Regions from separate parts of the Mus musculus genome. Here regions 1 and 3 are each linked to region 2. A link is a contact called in public HiChIP or PLAC-seq and promoter capture Hi-C data. All regions are on one chromosome and are shown on one strand. Each heading gives the region's core, a stretch centred on a gene start, on an enhancer-like site or on the middle of the called end of the contact. The rest is flanking DNA. Distances are from core to core; before and after follow the strand shown. Region 1 holds the start of Bcas3 (breast carcinoma amplified sequence 3). Region 2 holds the start of Tbx2 (T-box 2). Region 3 overlaps Bcas3 (breast carcinoma amplified sequence 3).

Region 1 (3,907 bases), core at 553-3,052, 480 kb after region 2:
GAGGGCGGACCACGACTCCGCCAGTACAACGACTGGGTCTCCGAGGAGAATCTGTAGCCATTGTTTCATTCATGAGACCTGTTTCCAGAGAAAAGAAAAGTGTCAGAAGGAGAGGTGTACGATTATTCATTAAATATCCCTTTGCCAAACTGTGACAAACCATGAATTTTCCCAGAAACTTGTGGCCTAGATCTCTCAGAGACCTGCCAGCCCAACTGATAGGATTATAGGTGTGTACCCACCACACCCAGGAAGTTACTTTTCTTTTTTTAAGATAGGGTCTTACCCAGGAATTGAGGCTGACCTTGAACTATGCAGTATCTGAAAGTCAAGACAGTTCAGTCTTTGGCAGAATCTTCCTATAATTTATAACTAGGAGGAAAAGAGACAGAGAACTAAATGGGAACTATATAACACAGGATCACTTAGAAAAACAAATATAGGGCTGAAGAGATGGTTCAGGGGTTAAGAGCACTGACTGCTCTTCCACAGGTCCTGAGTTCAATTCCCAGCAACCACATGGTGGCTCACAACCATCTGTAATGGGTTATGAAGCGCTCTTCTGGTATATCTGAAGACAGCGACAGTGTACTTACATATATAAAAATAAATAAATCTTTAAAAAAAGAAAAATAAAGAAATGCAAATATAAAGCTCAGTGGGACATAACATACCAGCAGTTCCAGTTCCCAGGAGGCTGAGGCAAGGAAATTGCCTTGAGTTCAAGGGCAATGTAAGCCTGAGATTCTTAGTATTTTATTTTTAAAAATATAATAATAATAATAATAATAATAATAATTTAAAAAGCTGGTCACAGGTGGTGATGCATATGCATGCCTGAGAGGCAGAGGCAGGAGGATCAGGAGTTCAAAGTCAACCTTAAGGGCACAGCCATATAAAGACCAGATGGCCCATGTGAGCCTCAGAACAAATACACGTAACAGGATACCACTCTGCCTTCAGATAAATCTGTTGAGGACAGATAAAACTGTGTAGCCACATTTAAATAATATTTTAACCTCCAGCTATTGTAACGTAATCACCAGCGTGTAAACAAATTTGGAATATAAACTCGTATAATATAAGGAGCCTCTGGATTTTCCCACAGTCTAAGTAAGTCCCAGACCTTGACTATCTAATGAGTTTCTGAATCATAGAGGTGGTTTGGAGAGTACAGAGTCTGCTTCATTATGGTTAAAGGGGGACTGGCAACAGAACTAAAGATGTCTTACAAGGCTCAGGAAAGCCCACAGCCTAAAAGCATCACTTTTAAGAAGGGTTCACTGTACCACCTCATTTGAAAAACCCCAAACTGTTGATCCCCACATTCCTATACAACCCAAACAACCCATTGTCCCAACTAGTCCAGCTACCCCTTTCTTAGGCAGTACCTTTCACCAGACCCCTCAGTACTCTCATCTTCATTCCACCCTCTATTACCCGAACCAGTCTCCCCACCTCTGTCCTTTAAAGGCCTTGTCACTTGAGAACAGCTCCTCGAAAGCCCCTCGGGCCCCACTCTCCCCAAAGTCACGGGAACAACACTCCACACTTCACCTCCAAAGCCCTACCACCACTGCCCCCGGCCGCCCTCTGGCCTCTTGCCCAGCTCTCCTCCAGTTTCAGCACCTTTCCCCGTCAACTGGGGCTGGTCAAGCCCTGTTTCCTCATGCTGCCTGTCCCTTTCCCTCTCCAAACCTCCCCTAAGCCAAAGACCCGCCAGCCCTCTCACCGGCCGCTCCGCCGGTAAACGCTGTTCTCCAGCTTCAGGCTCACTGTTTGGAGTCTCCCTCGTGATTGACGGCTAGCACTTCCTACCACGCCTCGGCGGAACCACCGCATCAGCCAATCCCAGGAGCAAACTGGCCCCGGCGCGGCACCGCCCTTGGAGGTCAGCTTCGCCAACCAGCGAGTAGGAAAGAGGCGGACCCGCCTTCAGAATCCATCCAATCCGCTGGGGCTGGAGGGAAAACACAACAGTATGGAAGTTCGGGTGAAGCGGGTGGGTCAGGTTCGGTTGTGAATGCAGGCGGCAGGGGAGAAAAGGCAGGCGTGTCTGCGGGCCTGGAAGAGGCACCTTGGTGGATTTTCTGTTTTAAGGAAACGCTACATGCACCAAATACCTGCGGACCTCAGCCAGAAGTCTCCAGCGAGGAGCCCGAAGCCAGGTATACTGGTGTGTTTACATCGAATTCTCGCGACAGCTGATTTGAAGCTAAAAGCACGTGGACGTGGCAGCTGCCAATCACTTTTACCTGACCACTCAGGCTGCCCGAGCCCGCCCTCCACCCCGCCCGCGGCGCTGTGTTTACCTTCCGGGAGTCTAGGCTGGCAGTCCGTGTTCAGTCCCCTGCTGAGTACGTCTTGCTCTGAATAAGGGGGCCTGTAAGAAATTTTGTTGGAGTCCTTAATGGTTACTGTCATAGGAATGGATGTTCGTGAACATCTGGAAATGGAGAGGCCCCAGACTTTGGAAGGGGGAACTTGTTGCACAATATAGGGATCCATAGAGAGTCTAAGAAGACTACCTGGGGCTTTGCAAGATGGCATTGGATACGTCTTAAGGGTTCATGGAGTCTCAAGTAGTCGTAGGCCGGGAGCTCTTGCTTAAAGAAACCCACAATCACACTCCTAGCTTTCCCATATATCTTTCCCCTGAGCACCTAGTAACCTGTACCAAAATCTCTTTTTATGGGATTCCAGTAACACATGCACTATATTCCCTATATTCCCAGCACTGGTGTACATAACAAGTTCTAAGCCAGTCCAGTGCCACCAAGTTTGAAAACACTGTCCCTTCCAAAAAATCTTTTTTAATAAGATATAATTCTTTTAAAAATAATAAACGGGCCTGGAATTTGGACATGATGCTCCTGCCTAGATGTGGACTAGGCGGCTAGGTATGACCAACAAGGAATTCGTAAAAGTACCTTTGCCTATCATACAGGTTAAAGTAGACTTTTTAGGCATGTCATCAGTGTCAAGAGTTAGCTGGAGGTCGTGGTCAAGGCCAAAAAAACTCATTTCCATGGCCATATGTCTTAGTTAGGGTTTCTATTGCTGTGACGAAACACCAAGACCAAAAGAAACTCGCTGGCTGGGCAATGGTGGGGCACTCCGAACTCCGAGCACTTGGGAGGCAGAGGAAGGCAGATTTCTGAGTTCGAGGCCAGCCTGGTCTACAGAGTGAGTTCCAGGACAGCCAGAGCTACACAGAGAAACCCTGTCTCGAAAAAATAAACAAACAAAAAACTTGTTGAAGAAAGGCTTTATTTGACATACAGATCCTAAGTCCACTGAGGGAAGCCAAGACAGAAATTTAAACCAGGCAGAAACCTTGAGACAGGAGCTGTAAAAAGGCCTAGAAAAAGTACTGCTTACTGGCTTACTACTCATGGCTTGCCCTGCCTGATTTTTTATAGACTCCAGGACCACCACTCCAGATACAGCACTATCCACCATGGCCTCAATCACTAATTAAAATGCCCTACAGGCCCGCCTAAGAGCCAGATCTTATCTTGTGGAAGCATTTTTTTTTCAACTGAGGTTACCTCCCCAAAAATGACCATATCATTCACCCAAATGATAAGGGACGTTTTTCCTTATTGAGCTCTTCATAGCTTAGAATCAAAAGAAGAGGGAATGAGTGGGAATGTTTATGAATAAGAACATTACTTCTATCCATCTCCAACTTGCAGTGTGGACATGGATCCAAGGTAGACATACAGTCCAGTGGCTACGAACATTCCTGACTTAAATGTCTTAGTGGACCGCAGTAGCAACAGGAAAGGATTTTTTTTTTCCTCTTCTGATTCTCTCAGACTAGGCAAGTTGTCTCTGGATGAGGCTCTAGGGTTTCCTGAGATAGGCAGAAAATGGGCAGATGCTGTAGCCATGTGATGAACTG
Region 2 (4,056 bases), core at 941-3,440:
CCGGACTGTCCGGGTGGATGTACATGCGTTTAGGCATCTCGGGGTCGGCTTTGCCTGCCACCATCCAGCGGGAGTTGTGAAACTTATAGCGGCAGTCATCGGCAGCCACGATGTCCATTAGCAGGATGTATTTGGCTTTCTTGTCCAGGCCGCTGACTCGCACCTTGAAGGGGGGGAACATCCGCCTCGGAGGGAGGGAAGGGGGACATGCCATTGGGACCCGGCTCTTTTTTGTCCCTTTACCTTCCCGACAATGACATGACATCCTACTTGAAGCTTCCCTATCTACATAATTTGTCACAATGTCCTCCACTTGTGCTGTGTTGCTACCTGGAAAGACCCAGCCTGTGCTTCTTACTCCCAAGACATCCTATTTCTGCCGGCCAGAGCCTGTTTTGTAAAGCTTTGGATGCGTTTTGCACTCAGTCTGGAGACCTTTCCTCCACTCTGATCTAAGATGAGGGTTGATGCCCAGGAAAGGAAACTAGGCCCTTTAGAGATACACTAGGCTTTTCTGAATTGCCTTGAAATTCGTAGAGAGGAAATAAACTCTTGGGACAGGGCTTGAAGAAATAAACTATCAAGGTCTTTGTCTGGGAGAAACGATTTAGAGGCTTAATCAGGGAACCCTAGCCTAGAATTTCGGGGGAACAGGGTGAACCTGAGGCCTGGACTTTCAGAGACTGGAGTGCTGGGAAGATTGGGGATTTTATTTTTCTTCTGGCTTTAAGGCCTCAAGAGGTGGCTGGTCCAGTGCTCCAAGCTCCAAGGACAAGCAAGACTCTCTCCAAGGCCTAGCTGTGGGCTGGACAACTCTCTGCCGGAACCAAGTGGTCAGCCTGGAGCTAGCAGGAGGCGGGATGCTAGTCCCACTATGGACTCCAGTGATCAGAGCGGAGAATCCGGGAAAGATCCCTTTTCTTAGGAACTTCCAGACCGTCCAGGAGACGGAAAAAACAAAAACAAAAACAAAACAAAACAAAACAAAACAAAACAAAAAAAAAACAGTGAGACCGCAAGGGGCTGTGGAGACCCGCCAGAGTCTCCGGGGCTTTGAGACTCAGAACAGTTGGGACTATTCTTTAGGAACGTGTTTTCGTTTTATTTCAATCGAGAGATGTTTGCTTTTCTTTTTCTTTTTTAATTCGCTCCGGAGCCAAACGGAAAAAAAAAAAAGTCAGCTTGCTTGTCTGTGGAAAGGAGTGTGGCGCCAGGGCCGGAGCGGGGGCAATCCGAGAGAGCATCGACCCAGTGGTGGTGGGTGCTGTGCGGTCCCCGAGCCCGCCCGCCCGGCCCGTCCTACCTCCCGGACTTGGTGATGACCATCTCGGTGCCCAGCTTGTGGAACTGGTCCCACAGCTCCTTGGCCTCCAGCGTCACCTTGGGGTCGTCCTCCACCTCGTCCTCGGGTTCCAGGCTCTTGAGCGAGCGCAGATGCGCGGCGGGCGGGTGCGGGCCGAGTGCCGAGACGTGCAGCCCCGCCTCGGCCGCCGCCGCCGCCGCTGCTGCCGCGGCCGCCGCCCCCGCCAGGCCCGGGTCCGGCAGAGGCTTGCCTAGCGCGCCGGGCGGCAGCGCTAGCGCCGGGAAGAAGGAGGGCTGCGCTGCCGCCAGGAAGGCGGACATGGGGAAGTCGGCGGGCCGTGGCGCGTGGAACGGGTGGTAAGCCATGGCGCTGGCTGCCAGCGCCGGCTCTCTCATCGGGACATCCGGCCCAGGCTCCTGGGAGCCGGGGCCGGGGCCGGGGGCGCGCGCCTCGGACCCCCGGCCCGGGCGGCGGCGCGCGCGGAGGACGGACGGCCCGGGCGGCGGGCGCGGCAGCGGCTTCTCCCGGCTCCCCGTCCCGCGCACCTCAAGGGGCGCAGGGCTCTGGACGCGGGGGCGGAGGGGGCGCTGCGCGGGGCTGGGCTGGGCTGGGCTGGGCTGGGCTGGCCGGCTCCGGCGCCGGGGACCACGCGCGACTGGTTAGATCTTGTCCTGATCTCTGGAAAACTGTGACTATCTCACATGTCCTGCCCTGTTCGGATCCCCTGCGCTAACGAGCCAGGCCCCCCTTGATTGCTGATTTTACGCTTTTTGGACCAATTGTGGGTCTCCGGGGGCGGGGTTTTGACAGCTCAGGCCAAGCTCTGGACGGGAGGGGAGGCCAGGGAGAAGGTGTCGGAAGCCTCAGCAGTAAGAAAACATGTCAACAGAATAAAATATTAACCAATGACGGGCCAGCGGGCCCCGAGACCCCTCCCCCTGGCCTGGCCCCCACCTCGCCGCCCGCGCCCGCCGCTGCCTGGGCGAGGGCTGGAAAGCGCAGAGGACCGATCTGACCCGCCGTAAGGGCCTGAGGCAGGGGGCGCCCGGGTCCCGGGGCCTTGGGGAAGGACCCCCTAGCCGCATGCCGGCCCCAAGTGCAAAGCATTGACACGTTCCGGAGAGGAGAGGGGGCGCCCTTTCCCTCCCGCGCCGGGAGGCCCGGCCGCTCTTGCCTGCGACCCAGCCTGGCCTCCCACCCCACTCCCGGTCACCGCCCCGGGTCCATGCACTTCAGAGGGAGGCTGCGGGCACTGGAAAGCGAGGCCGGTGGGCGGGCAAATCAGGAGGCTCGGGCGGCCGAGGTCCCGGAGCCGAATCAGGTGTCCGGAGCCGGTGAGTGGGGAGCCATGGCAGAACCCTGATGGGGCCGGCACGGGCGGGAACGGGACGCCGCCTTGCGCTGGGGAAACGAAGGGTCCCCACCCCCACCTGCTCCTCCCCTCGTAGACTCAGGAACCTGGGGTTCCAGAAGGGCCGGGCATTTAGCCTAAAGAAGGTCTGTGTCAGGTCACTAAGCCAAAACCTTCTGGCGAGTAGGAAAATGGATCCTTGGGACCAGGTAGGTGAGCGCACCTTCTACAGAGCCCAAGGCGGTGCCGCGCTAGTTGATCCTAGAACTCAGATTCTCCACACGCGCCAGAAGGAATTTTCGCCGCATCCGGTACTGGAGATGCAAGCCCATCTATCTCTTCCTAAACTCTGGCATCTTTTCTTCTCAGTCACTTCTCTAGAGATTGTTTCCGTCCCTTGGAAGCTCAAGGCTCCCTAGTTCAGGAAAGCTGAGTAATGCGGATGGGAATCGAGGTGTTTGCCAGCAAGTGTGAACACCCCCTTCGACGATCAGTCTTCGTTATCTCTCTGGCAACAGCCCCAATGCATCTTCCTCTCTCTCTCTCTCTCTCTCTCTCTCTCTCTCTCTCTCTCTCTCTCTCTCTCTCTCTCTCTCTTTCTCTCTCTCTCTCTCTCTCTCTGTGTGTGTGTGTGTGTAAAACCATAATCAGGTGTGCCCAGAGTAAAACGATCATACACTTGCCTGTTTAGGGTTGAGGCTCACACCCTTGTGCTTGTTGGGGAGGGGAAGCAGGGTGTGAACTAGCCACAGTGGATACTCCCACCCTCCCAACCAGTATAAGCGAATTCTGCCGCTCCAGCCCTATGTCCCCGTGGTAGGCACCTACCACGTAAGTGGCCCAGGCAGCTTGCCCCTCCGCTGCATACACCAGGTCTTCAGGCACTTGGTAGCTGACCGCCCAGAAAGGCGTTTAAAAGCTAGTTGCCCCCGGCAGTACGGGGTTGAGACCAGCAGGAGTCGTTTGGCCTCCACGACCTTTTTTCCTATACATCTGAGCCAACACCAGGCGCTTGTAATTCTTCATAACCCTGTGCGCGCCTGCCCCACTGGGTTTTTCTTCAGGACCTTACTCCTAGGTCGCTTTTCTCACTCTTTTCTCTGCCCACAGTGAACCTTCAGCTCTAGCTTCGCGGTGTTCGCAGCCGGTGAGAGATCCATTGCAGCTTTGCACTGCTTCCAATTCAGACAGGATGTGGCTCCTCCAGGAGAGATGTGTCTGAACACACTTGGACAGTTAGTGAGGTGAACAAGAAGTAGTCAGTTCAGCTTTCCGAGTTGGCAGGACATTTGCTAAGTTGTGTGTATGGGGACAGGCACTTTAGTACCTTGTAAAAATGTGTATGTATCGAAGTATGTATTTTGGTCATTTTCCTGGGTAGCATACAGTAGCTGGTCTACCC
Region 3 (3,911 bases), core at 1,286-3,785, 340 kb after region 2:
TACAGCAAAAAATAATCTCTACTCTTGCACGGTATTAACAGAAACTGCCAACAGTACTTTCTATAAAGTATACTCTTGACTTTGCAAAGTTGTCCATGGTCATGAGTTACAAAGATGTCCTAGTTTCATGTTTTAAGCCAGTGAATCATGAAATAACACATCTAACCACAACCGAAAGGAAAAAATTACAAAGGGCTACAGGTAGTAAACAGGTTTTGGGTGTGTGCATATCTGTTTGAGTATTTAAACCATTTCTGCAGAGTTCCTGCTTTTCACACAGAAGTCTCTGGGGGAAGACTTACACATACTTTGTGAACATGCAGTTTCATTTGGTCCCCTGCAGTTAAGCTGCTGTCCACAGCACAGCGACCTCCTTGGGTAACCAATGAATGTGAGACTGCAGATGCTGTGTGTGAGATTGCTTGTCTTTGTGCTTCTGTGCCTGTCTACTTCAAACAGCAATGTGCTGTCTCTTTCCTGAATATTATCCCATCATGTAGAGGAGTCCCTGTATTAATTGCTAACCTGAATTCTGAAATTCAATCCTCCTGCCTGGGAGGACAGGAAAAGCTACTGCGTGGTGCCGCTTTGTCAAATTATGGACCACTGGCATCTCTCTATAATCCAATATGACTTTAATTATTTCATTCCCTACATTCTCATGTAGGACATTAATTAGTGGAGTGAAATTTAAGTTCATGTTGATTAATTTATCTGCTTGTCTGCGTACTTTTTCTTTGCTTGAGTAGAAGAACGTTTATTTTTACTTTGGGTTCTTACTATACTACTACTATTACTACAACTATCCTCCTCTTCCTCCTCCTCCTCTTCCTCCTTCTCCTCCTCTTCCTCCTCCTCTTCCTCACCATCATCACCACCACCACCATCATCATCATTTTTCGAGACAGGGTTTCTCTGTGTAGCCCTGGCTGTCCTGGAAATCACTCTGTGGACCAGGCTGGCCTCGAACTCAGAGATCCTCCTGCCTCTGCATCATCCCCAAAGCACCTAAATCTTTAGCCTAATGACACAAGAGCGCTGGGGGAAGGCATGTCCCACCACAGGCTGGCGCTTTAGAATTATTTTAAGTGGGCTGGGGAAGAATGAGAACACGGTTTCCAGCTACCGTAAATTAGCAGTTGAGTTTCCCGTTTTTGAGGAAATCCCAGGGTTGGCAGAGCCATAGTGCAACAGATGGAAATGGCCTTCTTGGTCATGGTATCTGCCCTTCTAGGGAAATAAGAAAATTCTCTTTTTAATATTGAGCTTTAAGCTGTTGTTCTGAGAAATAATCCCTTTTTATTCTAAATTGACTGTTCCATAGTGCATGCTGCACACACCTAACTTCCAAGGTCTGTTCTTTTCTTTTATTGTGTTGAGTGTTTTGTTGACACACAGTAATAAAGGGCATGAGTAAGTGGCACAGAAGTAAGGCCTATCACTAACATGGGAGGATACAGTCCATCTAAAGGTGAGATTTCCCTGGCTAACCATTTTTCTGGCTATATACATTTTAATCAATGAAAAGTAGCAACCATTATATTAATTTAATAATGGGTAATAATTAATAGACACATTAGGTTCTCTCCCACCATATCTAGGAATGGCCATGAGGTGCCCTCACATGCCTGTCTTACTGAGAGCCACCCTGTGTGTGTCTATGCTCCGTCCCAGCCATGCTGAGACTCAAGGCATGCATGCTGTTCCCACTCCTGCTTTCTGCTCAGTCACAGAAGTCTGAATAAGCCAACTCAGCTGCCATCTTCTGATTCTACCTTTCCACAAAAATCAGTTTGGGGCACTTAACAAACAACAGAAACATTTTGTAATGGGAGAGAGAGAGGGAGGAAGGGAGGGAGGGAGGGAGAGAGGGAGGAACGGAGGGAGGGAGGGAGGGAGAGGGAGAGGGAGAGGGTGAGTGTGTGTGTGTAAATGTACACTCACAACATTCTCCTCAGAATGAGCATGTAAATGAAGGGCTGACTGAATCAGGCCACTACTGTTCTACATGTGAGTAGCAATCACAGCTGAGCATTTTAAATATGGTCTTTCTGGTTGTTTCTAAGTCAACCTCTCTTGTAGAGCAATAGTCCTTACCATCTGCACCTCTATATGCACACAAATCCTACCTCAGATGCTGTCCTCTTCCATTCATCCAAATTTGGCTTCCTAGTCTGTAATGAGTCTATACGCTCCACAAAACGTTTAGAACATAAGCACTTGAAAAGGCAGAGGAAAGGAAGAAACAGCTAGTGCCTGTCTACAGAATCAAGTGCTTTTCTTAATATACAGTTTCCTCTTTTACATACGTACTGAAAACAGTAAGCTCTTTTTTTTTTTCTGGAAAACAAGTTTTAAAGCACATATACATAAAAGGAAAAAGTCATACAGCATAGACTGCGGCTTGAGAACTATTTATGCAGCATCAGAAGACTAAACCAGACGCTGGCCTGGCCATAAACTAAACCCACGCCCCAAACGAGGTGCCAAGCCACAAAAAGCATTTGCGTCATCTGGGAATACAAGGAAAAGAAGGGCTTCTAATTATAGGGCCTGGAAGCGGAAGCCCAGAGTGATTAGCTATTTAGGCGCTGCTGTGTGTTTATCTGGAAGCTTCCTCTCGCTCACTTGAAGCCTCAAGTTTGATAGATGAGCTTCAGTGTTGGCGGGTGGGGGCTGACGCCCTGATAGTACGTGGTGTTCTCTAGCGTCTGAGGGGGCTGCAGAGAGTGAGCTTAGCTGAGGCTGTTGTGGCTTCTGCAGAGCTAAGTCTTTTCACATGGGCGAAGCTGGTCAGACCAAAGAGTGAAATTAAAGACTAGCAAAACAGCAGTGAGCACAGGCTATAAAATCTTGGAAACATGATTTGCCCTTTTTTCCAAAATCCTATTTATAACACCTATCTAATTGAATGGTTCTTCAACATGTACACACACGGGAATTCAAAGACAAATTACCAGTTATTCACACTCTCTTCCAAAAGAGTCATAAGCAGAGGACAGGGTCAGACACAAGTCTTAATGGGACATCACACTGTAGTACTCATAAAACAAGATTTACCAATTATATTTTATCATTAATTTTTGCAAGGTGTTATATCTGACCTATACTTGTAAACTTTCAGTGGCACAAAGTCAAATTTGTAAAATAAATAAAAAGTAGAATCTCAGTATTGATAGAAAACCAGTGGTCTCAAAGCTCAAAGTCCCCAAGTACACAGAGTCCACTTCTGAATTGCTTTCTCCCACCACAGTTATCTGTCTGTCTCTCTGTCTCTCCCCCTCTCGGAAGCTTTGGTTTTGTTGTTGTTGTTTGTTTGTTTTTGTTTGCCATGTTGTAGCTAGAGCCACATAACGCACGCTCCCTATTTCCGGCCTAAGCATCTAACCCTAGAGCATGAATTTCTCCAGCAGTCACTTAGGCTTTTTAAAGACACTGATAATCAACCCCATCAATGTACTCTTCCGATTTAGGAAACAAGAATGTAAATCTTTATAAAATGCACTACAAAACATCCTGTGAGAAACACTGAAGGAAACAGCGCTAAGAAAACAAAAGAGATGATTGAGTTGATGTCATTCCTAGAGTTGTCTATATCTGTAACCAACATAGGTTCAAAAGAAGGACGATATTACACACATACATTGCACTTCTGACTCATTTTTTCCTTTAACATACATGCAGCCACCTAACCTCAGCAGTTAGAGAATAAAAGATTGAACTCTGAGGTTTTTAGGATTATGGAAGTGCCTATGGCTCTCTCCCTCCGGTTTCAGTGTTGAACACTGTGACCTGGGCATGCCTGCACCAACAAAACGCCAGGCCTCAGGCCTGAGCTGCACAACAGAGCCTATGTCATAATCCCCAAAATAATTACTGTAACGTTACAATCTGCAGTAGGTCTGTGTTAT

The links. Promoter capture Hi-C pulls out the DNA fragments that hold promoters and counts their contacts. HiChIP or PLAC-seq counts read pairs in DNA pulled down with a chosen protein or histone mark.
Region 1: a contact with region 2 is called in an H3K4me3 HiChIP or PLAC-seq map of craniofacial prominence, with 4 times the contacts expected there. The contact joins the promoter of Bcas3 here to the promoter of Tbx2 in region 2. A contact is called at or near these places in 7 of 39 promoter capture datasets (the 3T3-L1 cell line, the HPC-7 cell line, embryonic stem cells and 4 more), 1 of 15 datasets of contacts at CTCF or cohesin (embryonic stem cells), 2 of 484 Hi-C or Micro-C datasets (embryonic stem cells and liver), 17 of 115 datasets of contacts at active chromatin or transcription factors (craniofacial prominence, embryonic basal ganglia, embryonic fibroblasts and 12 more) and 3 of 9 other capture datasets (adipose tissue, liver and macrophages).
Region 3: a promoter capture Hi-C map of the HPC-7 cell line shows a contact between it and region 2. The contact joins the enhancer-like site here to the promoter of Tbx2 in region 2. A contact is called at or near these places in 20 of 39 promoter capture datasets (the 3T3-L1 cell line, 3T3-L1-derived adipocytes, the C10 cell line and 13 more), 2 of 15 datasets of contacts at CTCF or cohesin (CD8 T cells and large pre-B cells), 5 of 484 Hi-C or Micro-C datasets (the G1E-ER4 cell line, bone marrow-derived macrophages, embryonic stem cells and 1 more), 20 of 115 datasets of contacts at active chromatin or transcription factors (the NIH/3T3 cell line, T-cell acute lymphoblastic leukemia, bone marrow-derived macrophages and 15 more) and 3 of 9 other capture datasets (adipose tissue, liver and pancreatic islet).

Annotation. Positions count from the first base shown.
Region 1 is chr11:85,351,059-85,354,965 of GRCm38.p6, reverse strand. It overlaps Bcas3 (breast carcinoma amplified sequence 3), which reads right to left and starts at 1,802. Exons shown (of 24, transcript NM_001166643.1): 1 at 1,733-1,802; 2 at 1-78. The coding sequence starts at 73.
Region 2 is chr11:85,830,749-85,834,804 of GRCm38.p6, reverse strand. It overlaps Tbx2 (T-box 2), which reads right to left and starts at 2,190. Exons shown (of 7, transcript NM_009324.2): 1 at 1,304-2,190; 2 at 1-185. The coding sequence starts at 1,698. It overlaps 2610027K06Rik (RIKEN cDNA 2610027K06 gene), which reads left to right and starts at 2,417. Exons shown (of 5, transcript NR_077059.1): 1 at 2,417-2,637. RefSeq lists a promoter at 1,665-2,655.
Region 3 is chr11:85,491,090-85,495,000 of GRCm38.p6, reverse strand. All of the region lies in intron 13 of Bcas3 (breast carcinoma amplified sequence 3), which reads right to left. Among named protein-coding and RNA genes, the nearest start is that of Bcas3, 140 kb to the right of the region's middle. Within about 2 kb of position 2,535, at least 69 of the 459 cell types and tissues checked have an H3K27ac peak or open chromatin away from gene starts, as enhancers often do. A contact at or near this core is called in the HPC-7 cell line, adipose tissue, bone marrow-derived macrophages and 4 more, where this site is marked.